Linked DNA regions of Mus musculus: all the other regions are linked to region 1. The links are chromatin contacts, called in public promoter capture Hi-C maps. All regions are on one chromosome and are shown on one strand. The core of a region is the stretch at or near the end of the contact, and the rest is flanking DNA. Distances in the headings are between cores, read along the strand shown. Region 1 holds the start of Gzf1 (GDNF-inducible zinc finger protein 1). Region 2 has its middle 60 kb from the start of Gm25516. Region 3 overlaps 9030622O22Rik (a long non-coding RNA gene). Region 4 holds the start of 9030622O22Rik (a long non-coding RNA gene).

The links. Promoter capture Hi-C pulls out the DNA fragments that hold promoters and counts their contacts.
Region 2: a promoter capture Hi-C map of liver shows a contact between it and region 1, with 3 times the contacts expected there. The contact joins the enhancer-like site here to the promoter of Gzf1 in region 1. A contact is called at or near these places in 13 of 39 promoter capture datasets (the 3T3-L1 cell line, 3T3-L1-derived adipocytes, the C10 cell line and 8 more), 4 of 484 Hi-C or Micro-C datasets (cortical neurons, embryonic fibroblasts, liver and 1 more), 18 of 115 datasets of contacts at active chromatin or transcription factors (the NIH/3T3 cell line, astrocytes, craniofacial prominence and 14 more) and 1 of 9 other capture datasets (adipose tissue).
Region 3: a promoter capture Hi-C map of liver shows a contact between it and region 1, with 3 times the contacts expected there. The contact joins the enhancer-like site here to the promoter of Gzf1 in region 1. A contact is called at or near these places in 5 of 39 promoter capture datasets (the 3T3-L1 cell line, the C10 cell line, hippocampal neurons and 1 more), 1 of 484 Hi-C or Micro-C datasets (liver) and 2 of 115 datasets of contacts at active chromatin or transcription factors (the NIH/3T3 cell line and stem cell-derived neural progenitor cells).
Region 4: a contact with region 1 is called in a promoter capture Hi-C map of liver, with 4 times the contacts expected there. The contact joins the promoter of 9030622O22Rik here to the promoter of Gzf1 in region 1. A contact is called at or near these places in 17 of 39 promoter capture datasets (the 3T3-L1 cell line, the C10 cell line, the HPC-7 cell line and 11 more), 8 of 484 Hi-C or Micro-C datasets (LSK cells, embryonic stem cells, hematopoietic stem and progenitor cells and 1 more), 16 of 115 datasets of contacts at active chromatin or transcription factors (the NIH/3T3 cell line, astrocytes, embryonic forebrain and 9 more) and 2 of 9 other capture datasets (adipose tissue and embryonic stem cells).

The regions. Positions count from the first base shown.
Region 1 is chr2:148,679,500-148,682,659 of GRCm38.p6, reverse strand. Gzf1 (GDNF-inducible zinc finger protein 1) reads right to left here and starts at 1,540. Exons shown (of 6, transcript NM_028986.3): 1 at 1,445-1,540. Gm46771 (a long non-coding RNA gene) reads left to right here and starts at 1,716. Exons shown (of 2, transcript XR_001783505.2): 1 at 1,716-1,835; 2 at 2,215-2,382.
Region 2 is chr2:147,813,104-147,816,263 of GRCm38.p6, reverse strand. No RefSeq gene overlaps it. Among named protein-coding and RNA genes, the nearest start is that of Gm25516, 60 kb to the left of the region's middle. Within about 2 kb of position 1,738, at least 14 of the 459 cell types and tissues checked have an H3K27ac peak or open chromatin away from gene starts, as enhancers often do. A contact at or near this core is called in liver, where this site is marked.
Region 3 is chr2:147,943,496-147,946,655 of GRCm38.p6, reverse strand. 9030622O22Rik (a long non-coding RNA gene) reads left to right here. Exons shown (of 13, transcript XR_866820.3): 13 at 1,624-2,197. Among named protein-coding and RNA genes, the nearest start is that of Gm35579, 45 kb to the right of the region's middle. Within about 2 kb of position 1,720, at least 4 of the 459 cell types and tissues checked have an H3K27ac peak or open chromatin away from gene starts, as enhancers often do. A contact at or near this core is called in liver, where this site is marked.
Region 4 is chr2:148,038,758-148,041,917 of GRCm38.p6, reverse strand. 9030622O22Rik (a long non-coding RNA gene) reads left to right here and starts at 1,432. Exons shown (of 13, transcript XR_866820.3): 1 at 1,432-1,777.

The DNA of each region.
Region 1 (3,160 bases), core at 291-2,790:
TAACCTTGAGCAAGTGGGAAGCTTCTCTGGACGTTCACTTCTTCCTCTTGAAGACCCAGCCATTCTGAGCCTTTATGGAACACAACATAGCAAACACTTCCAACTTGTCTGACCTTTGCTGGTTCATGGTGGGCTTCCTACACACCTGTAAAGGACATCTCATCTTACGGGTGACAGGCCAGTATGATTAGCTGGCTGATGGGCATCTTGAACCGGAGCCTCATGCCCGTCTTGGTTCAACTATAGTTTGTCAACAACCCCCTCAACTCCAGCTTCACCAAATGAAAGGTTATTCCCCTGCAGTTAACATATCCCCCAAGATTCCTGTCCTGGATTCCAAAATGCTAGCCCAACTTCCTGTCTTCTGCTTTGTGCACTCTTCTCAGAGTCCTCTGTCTCTGAATCTAACTTCCTTTTCCAGGCTTACATGGGTCTCCAAGTCTCCACCCTCCAGAGCATTCCTAGATCTCCTTCACCTGACGCTAGACATCACCTTGGATTCCATATGTCTACCTGGATCTGCCATTGCCTCTCCATTTCATTCAAGAGACCACTACCCAAAATCTCCAGTCTCAAACACAGAAAAGACTCCTAGAGAGTGCAATTGTAAATTTGGCACCTGTGGAATGTCATGTTGACTAAAGGGGACTCTACAGGGAACACTACCTACCTACAGAGGAAGCTTAAATAAAGGAAATACTGGTATGAGAGAGACAAGAGGCAAGTACTCAAGGGCCAATGCTCTTCAGAATCCCCGGCCCCAGCCTGAAGACTAAAGCTGAAGACCCCTCTTGGCCCGATGCCCATACGGCCAGCCTGATTTCCTAACACCTCGCCCTGGTCCCTCAAGGGAAATCGAAGTTCTTCCAGGAGATCTGGCAGCGACTTCACCATCAGCCAAGAAGGCCCTGAGCAGATTTCCCTGTTTACCTCCCCTGGGGGCAGACACCGGTCATAGCGAGCGGCTATTTGAGGTCTAGTGACAGCTGTGTTCCATTGTAACTCATTGGCATTCGGCCGTCTCAGGGTGGGCCTAGCCTCCTCACCAAGGTCGCCTAGTAGTCCCGGGGTCGGGACTCCCAGGCCAGGCCTCCAGGAGACGCTGTTCTCCGCAGCCTGCCCACCCTAGAGGGATCCTGGCTCTCAGGCAGGGAATAAAGGTCGGTGTCGGTGGCCTCTCTGACTGCACCACCTCTGACCCCACCTTGGCTACCCCGAGTCCCGGACCACCGATGATCTTCCAAAGCCGCAGGGAGAATGAACTCTGGCGGCAAGGTCCAGCCCTTCCTCCGGCCTCCAGAGTCCAGCCTGCGTGGTCATTTCGGCCTGTCCCGCCGCACCCCCGTACTCCCCGTCCTGTGCCTACATCCCCCACAGCCCGCCGCTCCAAGGGACAGAAGACAGAGGACAGCCTAGAAGACGAACCAGTCGGCAGCACGCTCACCTCTTAGCCAGTGCCTCCACGGACCCGTACCCTGGCCCAGGCCAGCAGGGACAGCGGACCGCAGGGTCCGCGGATTGGTCGCCACGAGCGCGCCCCGCCCCCTAGTGGGCTCCGCCCCCCGTAGGCTAGGAAGGCGCTGCGCGCGCACCTCCAGCTGCAAAGGCGGTTCCGGCCGTTGGTTACGTGATCTTACGTGAGTTTGAGCAGGGCCCCTAGCTAGCAGATCCCGGATTTACCACCAGCGTCTATCCAAGGCCGCGCCTGCGCAGAACACCGCAGTGGTTGGGGGCAGAGCTATTTGACAAAGTTGGGACAAGCTCCAGCTGCGCAGCTAGGCATTGGTCAGCAGGTTGCTGGAAGCAGGATTTTTCTAGCCTTCCGGGGTGCCTCGGTGGGTCAAGTCTTGGCGTAGGGCACGGCCGGGGTGGGATGGGAAGGCTGGCGCAGCTTTGTATTTCTTGAATCATTCCGCTTTAAATCCCACTCATGATCTTAATTAAAACCTGGTCATTAGAAAATCCTGCCTGACACTTCCAGTTCCCGGTAAATGTTGATCATGCTTCCACCTACTGCTAAAGCTTTACGAAGTCGCCTCCCTACTGCCACCAGCCAGCTAGACCTCTTCTTGCTGAGAATAGAATGTCTCTGGTCACTTCTTTCGTTGAACATTTAGTTTAGCGAAACAGTGCTTTTTCCTCCCTTTAAAATATATCTAATCCTCTAGAAAACTAACTGGCCTCTGTCTTAATACAGACCGTGTCTTTCTCTAGGGTGGAAGCCGGCTATTTCAAGTAGAAATGCCCACGAGATTGATAGCTCCTTCAACTTCCCAAATGCCTTGTTCTTTTAACTAGCTCCTGCTGCAAAGAGGCGATCTAGCCACTGAATTAAGCCAATTACCTGAAATAAAAGTTCTTACAAGGTGAAGTTAGTTTAAACTATGACTTCAATAGATATTGATGATTATATCTTGGAATACACGTGTGTGTGTGTGTGTGTGTGTGTGTGTGTGTGTGATAAGCCATAAACTGTTTTGCTACACAGAAGAATGAAATCTCGATTTACAACCCAGTTTGGAATATAAGTAAAACCATTTTGTGTGATTTGAAATAATGTAATGTTTTCAAGATGTGTTATGGAGCCAACCACATGGCAGCTCCTATGAGCCAAGCAGGCTTCGATATGCTGATGAACCAACCCTGAGCTGGGAGTCCCTTAATCTTTATAATAGCATGGTATTATAGGGAGTGTTTGTGTGAATAAACTGAGCATATTCAAAAGGGAAATCTATGTGTACGAAAAATGAGACAGAAGTATTTAAACTCTAGCTCAACAGGCTGAGACTGCTTTATTGGACCAGCAAGGGGCCCCGACATTTCTGTGGGATGAAAGTTGAGTGCATTTAGTTGGACTGGTGGAAAGGTATATATTGTCGTTCCTAAGCAGGGGGGTGGGGTGGGGGTGGGGGGCAATTAGGAGTTGCCCTGACAACCGCACCTCCTCTTCTGTCTCCCACTACTGGCTTCTGGGAGATGTCACCTCAGCCAAAGCCGCCTGAGGCATGGATAGTTTTCCCATCCAGATCCATGGGCCAAGTGAACAAAAGGGGTGTGGGGGAAAAGCCACCAATCCCTGAGCAGGAAAACTCACCAATCGCTGAGCTCCCCAAGCTCAGGATTTGAAATCCCAGAAATCCTGACCCCGGAAATCTCTGCC
Region 2 (3,160 bases), core at 489-2,988, 870 kb after region 1:
CTCTTGGGGAAGAAAAACATGAAAATGAGTTTTGTATAACCATGTGTTGAAATGTCTTATCTTTTTTATCTTTCATCTATTTAATTTCCCATCTGTGGGTTAGAGGCCTTGTTAGATATTCTATGGTCTCAAGATAATTTACCATTTAGCCACACAGCAAGACTTTAAAGCTAGCATGAGGAATCCCTCTGTATAGGTGATGGATTGGGAATCAGAGAGGTGAGAGGATTTACTTAAATTTGCTAAGCTCTTAAGTGGCCGAGTCAGAATTTAAGTCAGGTTAGGCTCTATTTCAATTGCCTTTTGATTTGTGTTGTATCTCCAGAGAGTAATAATAACTCTGTTAGCTAGACTAGTGGAAATATTGTAAAAAAATTATTTTGCATCTTTCCCTGTTCTCTTACTGCCTCTTCACAAGAGCTCAGCATCATGACTGACAACACAAATTTTACAGTGATGTAGAAGAATTTGAAGCTACTGTGTGGTGTATTAGGCCTAGGTAGTGACTTAACCTGTCAGAGCCTTCCCTGTTTCTTCTACACAATGGAATCAATAACACAGTCATAGAAAACACCCACTAGGTGGTTATAATAGATTTATTAAATTACCGAGGATAATCTTTAACTTGACTGCCCAGAGGCCATTGAGATCAGTTGTTAGAAACAGAAGCACTACCAAGAAAATTACACAAGTTTAAGTGATGTGCTTACATTTGCACCTTATGGCTAATCTTCTGGACTGCACTTCTTGTCAAGCGTCAGTGTCTATGGTCTATATGTCTCCTGTTGTGGCTGTTTGACTTAGGTTTCTACTATTGTGATAAAACACCATTACCAAAGGCAATTTGGAGAGGAAAGGATAAAATTTCATTTTACAGCTTGTAGTACTTTATCCAGAGAAGTCATAGCAGGAACTTGAGGTAGGAGCTCAGAGGCGGGACATAAAGCAGAAGCCAAGAATGAATAGTGCTTACTGGCTTGCTCTTCATGGCTTGCAAGGCCTGCTTTCTTATAGAACCCAGGATAACCAGCCCGGAGGTGGCGTAGTGCCCAGTGAGCTGGGCCCTCCCACATTAACCATCAATCAAGTAAATGAACCCCAGTTTGTTGATAGGGTATTCTAGTAAGGACATTTTCTCAACTTAAGTTTCCTCTTCTCAAATGACTCTAGCATGTTTTAAGCTGACATAAAACTAACCAACACACAGGTACAGAGTGTTATTACAAGAAGATTTATTGTTGCTGTTGGTTGAGACTCAAAGCCTTCTCTATAGCTCTGTCTCTCACGTGTATAACATGTGAGAGAATACAAAGAAACAGCGCCAGCATCCAGCCTGCCAGTTTGCCAATGAACCACCTGGAAACGAGAGGATAATTATAATTCTAGTCACACACTAGTGCATTAGAAAAATGTGAAATCTACTGCTCACCCACGACATGGCATCAAGTGGCCCTAGCAGCAGAGGGACAAACCCTGGACCACTTTAGGGGGAATGGTTCTGAAAAGTAGAGATTCTGAACTTGACCGGAGATGTTCAGAAAGAAAAAAAAATCTGCACAGAATTCAGATATGGGCTGTCCTGGTGTCCTAAACTCTTCTTAGGGCAAGGGACTGGATGTTTTCGCAGAGGGAGAGAGTGGTTTGTAATCATCTAAAGATACAAGTTCTCACTTGAACCAAGGAAGCACCATAGGGAAGCTCTTGCTGGAGGACAGACTAGGAAGTTTGCAACAGTGCTGTCCATGTGGGAGGCTCGGGGACAATGACAGCAAACACTGTGCTCCAAGAAGCACTCACCTCTGCCATTATCTAGATAAAAAACTTTGGAAAAGTTACTCTGTAAATTTCAGTGAAACATAGACTAACCTTTGGAATATGTGGCCAGCAAAATTCTGGCAGCATTTGCCAAGGTCACTAATTGGAACATGCACACGGCTCACCTGCACTCTCCTGAAGTACAGATTTGGTAGTCTACAGTTAGGTTTTTCTACCAAGCTCTTCAGCTCCTCAATGGTCCTAGCCCGGGACACAGCTCACATGGCCACACCATAGAGGGCCTGTGAAGTAGGATGGGTTACCAAGCAATCCCTTCCATTCCCCCAAAGGAAGCCAGGACTCATGATCACCTTCTGGCGGACCAAGTCCTTTGTCCTGAACATCACCATACTTCAGGGTTCTTCTAAGTAAGGTTTCTATATAATTTCACCTGATGCAAAAATATTCTGTGAATGAGCATTGTGCTGGGTTCGATATTAGAACTGAGTTTTTTTTTTTTTTTTTTTTTTTAAGTGAAGCCCAGTAGTAGACGTTTTTCTTCCCTTGTCTGCAAAATTTCTGGTGTTCTGTCTTGCTTTATTCCTAAAAGAATATTTCTTGTTTGCATATTTACTTCTGTGAGTAAAGAAAGCACCTTAGGTTATCTGTCCAGAGGGAAATAGGACAAGAAGCAAAAAGGCATTCAAACAGTAAATAAACTATTTAGGATTTGGTGCGTATTCATGAGTCACAGGGTAGGAAGAGGAACTGAGCTGCTGGGGTTGGTAAACCACAAGCCTGTGAATCAACAGCACTCCGTTTGCTGTTCTAATAATGGCAAACACCAAGGTGTACCAAAGTGGGTGTGAGGGGTTTCCTCTTGTTACTGCTTATATGATGTTTGGACATAGTGTTAAGTTCACTCAGAGGATACAGGAAGATTTTCTGCTGCTCTGAGAAGGTGAGGGAGTAGGGTTCCCTCTGCCATTCAGGAGAGAGAAGTGGGAAGAGACAGAATCCTACCCAACATGAGTGGGTACCATCCATTCTGCTGTACAACCATGAACACAAGCCCTTCATACTGGTGACTATGTCCTGGTGTTCCTTTTACTCTCCTCCCAACAGATCTAGGGACCAGAAGCACTCGCTGTAACTGAGGAGAAAGCAAGTCTGGAAATGAATGAACCATCATAAGATGTAGCTGAGGTTTGGGCTCATGCCTCCAAGAGGCCAGGAGCTTTTCTGATATTTATCAAAGAAACAGCTTCTGAGATGAAAGAGTCTCATTATTGCATCTATCAGATGAGAAAACTAGGACTGAGGATTTTGCAGTGAACACAACACACCAAAGGTCAACACTGTGGTATATAAACTTTTTCTTATTTCTTTTATTTTGTTTACTTGC
Region 3 (3,160 bases), core at 471-2,970, 740 kb after region 1:
TAGGAAAAGGTTCTGAAATGGCACATTCAGCTTATTGTGAATATTCCTTTTTTTTGGCACCTAAATCTAAGTCTTAGTGTAGTTGCCTTGTGACACACAAAAGACCTAGCATCCTCTTAGGCTTATAAGACTTGCTCCATGCGAACAAAGTATGTGTTCAGAAATACCACACTGAAACTCATTCATATATGTAGTTAAGCATGCAGTAAATATGTCTGATTAGTGCAAGTAGTATGTTTAATTAATTAAAAAATAAGACATTGATTTATTAAATGAAGAGGTCTGTTTTATTCTAATTATTTTGAAAGCAAAGGTAAGCCATCTTTCCTGTATTAGAATGCCTGTAATGGCTGCATGTGATAGATAGATAGATTGATAGATAGGCGCATGCCTGTAATGCCAGTGTTCAGGAGGCTCAGAAAGGAGTACATGAGTGTAATACTAGGTTGTACATTAAGTTTGAGGCCGTGATGGGCTGCATAGGGGAGCACTATCTCAAAGAAGACAAAAATCAAAACAAACCCCGAATGTCTTAACCGGGTCTCAGTGAGCACAGTCCATCCTTCCCTTAACTCTCACCCCATATTTTCAGAATCCTCCTAGGTCTATACCTCCCTCCTCTACGAATTCACTAAGTGTCTGTAAGAGATGGAGGATACTGAAACTGGATGCTTATCATTTAACACAAAGATGGTCCTCTGAGGCTTTGCTTAGTTTCTCCCTCTCCCTCTGCCTGAATCAAAGGCAGACCAAGTGACATCAGACTTAACTTCTGTCAGATGCTTTATTGCCTGAAGTGAGATGTGGAGACAGATGGACAGAGCCAACGCTTCTTTGGCCTGGGTCGCCCCACTCTCCTAGCAGTGTATACAATGTCAGGGCAAAGCCTTCAGAACTCAACATTGAGCCAGGTTCTCGTTTGGGCAGAAGATCTTGATGCATAGTGGAGACAGGGAAAGGCATGGTCTCCTCATATGAGTGAGGGATTCAGGGGAGCATGAGTGGTGTCCCAAAGACGTTACAGGTGAATACACTATTCTAGTAAACATGCTCATCTTTCATATGTGCTCTCTGTGTGAGGCAGCTGCTTTCCGAGAGCAACACAATGTGGGTTGGACAGGTGATATTTTCATTCTTCTGCTATTTACCCACCTTTTTGTTGCTGGACTATTGTTTCCAGCCTGTATGACTATAAATGTGCATCTTTATTAGGGATCAGAGTTTAGTTAGTCCAAGCTAGTAACATGAAGCTGTAGGAAGAGAAATCTATTAACAACGTACCTGCCCCACCTCTAAACATTGACATTTTCTGCCATGTGTCACAGAAAACCCAAAACCTTGAGTCTCAGTACAGAGGGTCCTGCTGAATTGATCCCATCTATCCAAGTCCCTGGGAAGTTAGTTCAGTACAGTTGCTTCTTACAGGAAAGCGTGGGTAAAGGGCTTGTTGGGTTTATCAGCTGCACACACACTCAGCTAAGGCCTCACAGTGCTTTTTCAATAGTTCTGAGGCCATCTTTCTTCTTCTAAAGACTCCACAGGCTCTACCTCAGTTTTCATTGTGGACTTTATTCTCCTTGTGGTTTGTTTCTAGAAAACTAATCTCTGTTCATATGCCTTCAGTCTCCAGGTCTCCAGGGACGGTGCCTGTAACTTACCTGAAGAGGAACTGGTAGACAAGTCATCTGAAAACAACTGAGGAATCCTGCCCTGACCTATCAGCTGTCTGCTGCCTCCCAACTCTTGCAGCCTTGGGAGAGGCACATTCACTTGGAAATGTGATGAACAGGTGTCCATTTACTTTGGATTCAGGCCAAAGAGTCAAGCCAATGTCATTTGTAAGGCACAATCATTTTAAGTTCAGACCCATGAAGATCTTTTCTTGTACTTTTGTCTGAATTAGAGAAACAACTTAAGCTGTCGTGCTTGGGGACATTACTTTGAGAAAGCTACTTTGGAGGCACAACTCCCTAGGGTAAAGAAGAAATAGCTTCCCGTCTTCCTATGCAGGAAACTGCTGAAATAGCTGACTCTACCCTCAAAGTTTAGAGTTCATGTTCTCTGTGCACTTGGGTCCATATGTTCAAAGTGGCTTGGGAAATAATTTATCAGTAGTTAACATCCCTTTCCTATCAGCTGTTTCCAGGAAAAAAAGCTAATGTTGAGCAATGGAAGTTGTTTCAACCTACATCTGAAAGGGTGTTTTTGCTGTGTGTTTCTGAGAAAAGGCAAATTGTCAATACCAGTGTCCCAGCGAGCACTGATCGATAAGTGTTTCCTAGGAGAACTTCCACGAGAGGTGAAGCCAGGGCAGCTTGGAGCTGGAGTTACCTTTGGAACGTGAACTATGAGAATGGGGGTGGTTTTGCTAGAGACCATCTATTTGCTAAGAAACAGGATTGAGAAATTTGTGCAGGGAGTCCATGGGGCACACTCCTGTCCCAACCTTAAGTGTCAGGGAGGAGAGCAAGGAAGGATTCTGGAAAGAGGTAAGTTCTGCATTGAGTCCTTGAAGGATGCATTTCAGTCAATGCATTGGTCAGTGCCCTGGACCAATGTTCCCTAAAGAACATCAAGAAACAAATATATAGGCTGGGCATGGTGGCACACAATCCCAGCACCCAGGACACAAGGAGGAGGAGGAGGAGGAGGAGGAGGAGGAGGAGGAGGGGGAGGAGGAGGAGGGGGAGGAGGAGGGGGAGGAGGAGGAGGGGGAGGAGGAGGAGGAGGAGGAGGAGGAGGAGGAGGAGGGGCAGGAGGAGGAGGGGCAGGAGGAGGAGGGGCAGGAGGAGGAGGGGCAGGAGGAGGAGGGGCAGGAGGAGGAAGAGGAAGAGGAGGAGAAAAGGGAAGAAGAAAGAAAGGAAGTAACAAAGGTATAGGGGAATAAGTTTATTTAGAATATTAATTTAGGAAGCACCAGAAAAATGGGGAATAGGGATGGGAAGAGAGCGGGAGAAAGGGAAAAGGGAGAAAGGTTAGGAAATAATCTAGAAGAGGCAACAGAAGAAAATGGAGAGGATAGGAGGGAAAGAGAGGAACAGGGAAGTAGACAGAATGGAAGGAAGGAAGAGGAAAGGCAAATCAGCCAGTAGAGAGTTTGTCCATCAAGGAACCACTGGGGACGATCTGGGCTCCGTCCTTCTGGGGGCCTTTAGGAGTA
Region 4 (3,160 bases), core at 183-2,682, 640 kb after region 1:
ATTGGGAAACCTTGCTAGGCTAGGAACGATGAGCCACCTAATCTGGGGAAACATTTTAACATTGGGAATTGGGTATAATTGCATAGTTAAGGGTAACCCCCAAATCTTTTATTAAGAAGTTATTCTGTGGGTGGGGAGATAGGGAGGGATGGAAGGGTGCCCTGAGCAGCTTAGCAAATGACTCCCAAAGTAGTGAAATCCCAGTGTCTCAGGAATGGTGTCTCCCTTCTACCAGCCAGGGCAAAGCTGTTTGTTAGCTTAGGAAGCTCCTATAGGCAAACCACACTTGAGGCCCAGGGACTGAATGGGTATTTTGTGAGCCTCCAGGAAAATACAAAGACCCCAAATAAAACCTCACCAATCATTTCCACCACTCTGCAGATTTTCCAAATTGACGGGTAACTGTAGAGGAGGTCGTGTTTTGCAAAAGGAGCCTCCTCACGCTGACCTGCATCTCCTGCCCTTGAAGCTGTCCCTCCCGCCCGCCCCCAGTCTGACTTTCCATAGGCCATTCCCATGGAAAGAAACATAAAAGAGTTATGTCTGTTAAAAACCCAAGCAGGCATCAGAGGTGTTTCTACTAAGGGACTGCTGCTTAGCCCCGACATCTTGCTATGCCTAATTATTGCAACCTGGAATGTCCCACAAGAACCTCAGCCTGACCTCCTCTCTGATCCATTTCTGCCACTGCTCATCTCCATCCCTCCTCCGCAGGCCTGGCCTTCCTTTGCTCGTGTGTGTGTGTGTGTGTGTGTGTGTGTGTGTGTGTGTGTGTGTGTGTGCGTGTGTGCGCGTCTTCCCCCAACCCCCACCCCCAAAATCCTATTTTAACAAGTCACATTGTTCCTCAGAACACAAGGAAGAGAAATTGAAGGAGGAGGGATTCGCAGGCCGCGGCCAGCAATCAGGCCTTCTCTTTGCTGGGCCAGGACACACACGTCGCGAGCCCAGCCTGAAATGTGTTTCATTATCACATAAAAGGCTCCTGTGGCGAAGGAGCGGAGAGGCAGGGCTGGGGGCCGAGTGGGGGGGACAATGGAGACTGAAAGCGCTGCCCTAACCTGCTATGTTTCTTATCGCTCGCCCATTGTTCGAGGGTCGTTTTAAACTACTTAGTGCGCCCCCTCCACTGATCCCTGCCGATAAGATATAGTTCTGTACGAATACATAAAAAGGTTGTCGGGGAGCTGCGCCCTCTGAGACTTTTCGGCCCTTCTGGTGTCTTCCTCACAGACCACGTCAGCTTTCCCCCCCCCCCCGGGCCCCCCCAGTTCCAAGTTTAGGAGCTCAGGGATCCCTCCCTCCACCCCAACTCGATGCATTGCTGGGTGCAGCGGCTCTCCCCCTTCTCTTTTTCTTCCTGTTGCCCGCCGCCTTCCTCGCGCTGGGGTTTAAGCAACCGTGATCTGTGAATAAACAAAGTCAGTAAACAACCGAAAAAAACATTCTAGATCCGAATTCCAGGAGGGTAAACTTTTCATGCCACGTCACACTTCAGCAAATTTGCACAGATATTATATTGCCTCCCCCTCCTTTATTATTCTTTTTTTTCCAGGATCCCATTGTACTTAACTGAATTTTATAACGCTGATCGATATCTTGGTAAAATATTCATTTTTAAACTAGCGGGCAGTGAAATCTTTGCTTTGTGTGCTAAAGTCAACAGTCGCTCGGTTTGAGCTCAAATAAATGCAGGGATGCCTCGGCTGGGAGCAGTCCGCCGCCTCCCTCCGAGCGCAGGACGCTCCGACGCCCGCTTGCCCGCAGGCCACCGCAGGTAGGGAGAGCACCCACTCGGGGGCCACGCCCGGGCTCCCCGCACAGAGTCCGCCCCCCACTCGGGTCCACACGCCTACCCTCCCCCAGTCGAGCTAGCTCGTGTGCCTCTGAGAGGACTGGGAGGTGCACCCAGCTCAGGAAGACCCAGGAGGTTGGGGAATAGTGTTTTTGCAGGGGGTGGGAGATTCGTGACTGCACGGCCACTTAGAAAAACCAGGAGTCTAGGAGTTTAAAACTCTCGCAGTTTCGGAGTTTGGTTCCTGAGGCGATGAGAAACCCAGACACTGCAGTCACTCCAACTGGAGATTCGAACAGGGAGCTGCTAGTTTCATAAGAGCTGGGGTGCGCGTGTGGTGGGGGAGCGTGAGCGCGCCCTTGGCCTCACAATCTATGGTCGGGGACCGCCGGTTTGTGCGTGAATCTGGGGGGATATGGAGGAGGAGGAGCGGAGGCCACAGAGTGCAGGGAGCTTACAGCTCTGAGTGTGTTCTATGCTGTTTCCCAGATCCCGGCAGACTAGGGCACCTCCAAACCCCTGCAGGGAAAGAGAAAGCGCCTTTCCTAAAAGCCGAGTCACTTTAGTTCGCAAGAAGCACTGGCGTTTACGCAGTGGAGAGCCACTGGGGTCACGAGCTGGGTCCTGGAGAGAAAGTCAAAGCGTGCCGCGGGTCGTCTATCATCCCAGTCCCATTACAAGCCAGTCGCACCGCCTTGTTTTAGGAGCGTGATCCGGTGTGTTGCACTTGCGCGTGTAGGGGTCCTAGAACAGGACTTTGGAAGATAGACTAGGCTCAAGCGCTTCTTTCCGCTGCCTGCAGGAAGGTGCCAACCTCACCTCACTAGTTTCCACTGTAGCCTGCTGAAAATACAGTACCCTAAAGTTCTGAGGACAGGGTTCAGAAAAGACCTCTTTGGGGACAGAGAGGTGGCTCATCAATAGGCGATTTGACTTGTAAGAGTAAAGCCCAGGAATCGTTGCTCACCGGTGGGGTGGTTGTGGAGGCGGAGGTTGGGGAAGAAAAAGGAAAAAAAAAAACTATCTTTACTACTGTCTATCTGTCCCGCTCATTATTTCTTAAACCCTCGTTCTCCGTCTTTGCCTTAAATGCCCGGCAATGGAAGAAACCCACTCCCAGTTGGGTTTCCCCTATCACCCTAACTGGAAACCATTCTAGGCTGCATTGCCATCTGCAGATGGGGAACCCAGTATGCTGAAATGGTCCAACCGGCCCTCTGGATCGATGCTATGAGGGCATCTTCGAAAGTGGGGCCTAGGCACACCCTTTTGTGCTGCTCTGGTATCCGGACACTGCAAGCCAACTCGAACACCTCCGTAGCGCTCCAAACCGGGCTCTGCCTAGCGTGGCTGGTGCCTTCCCTG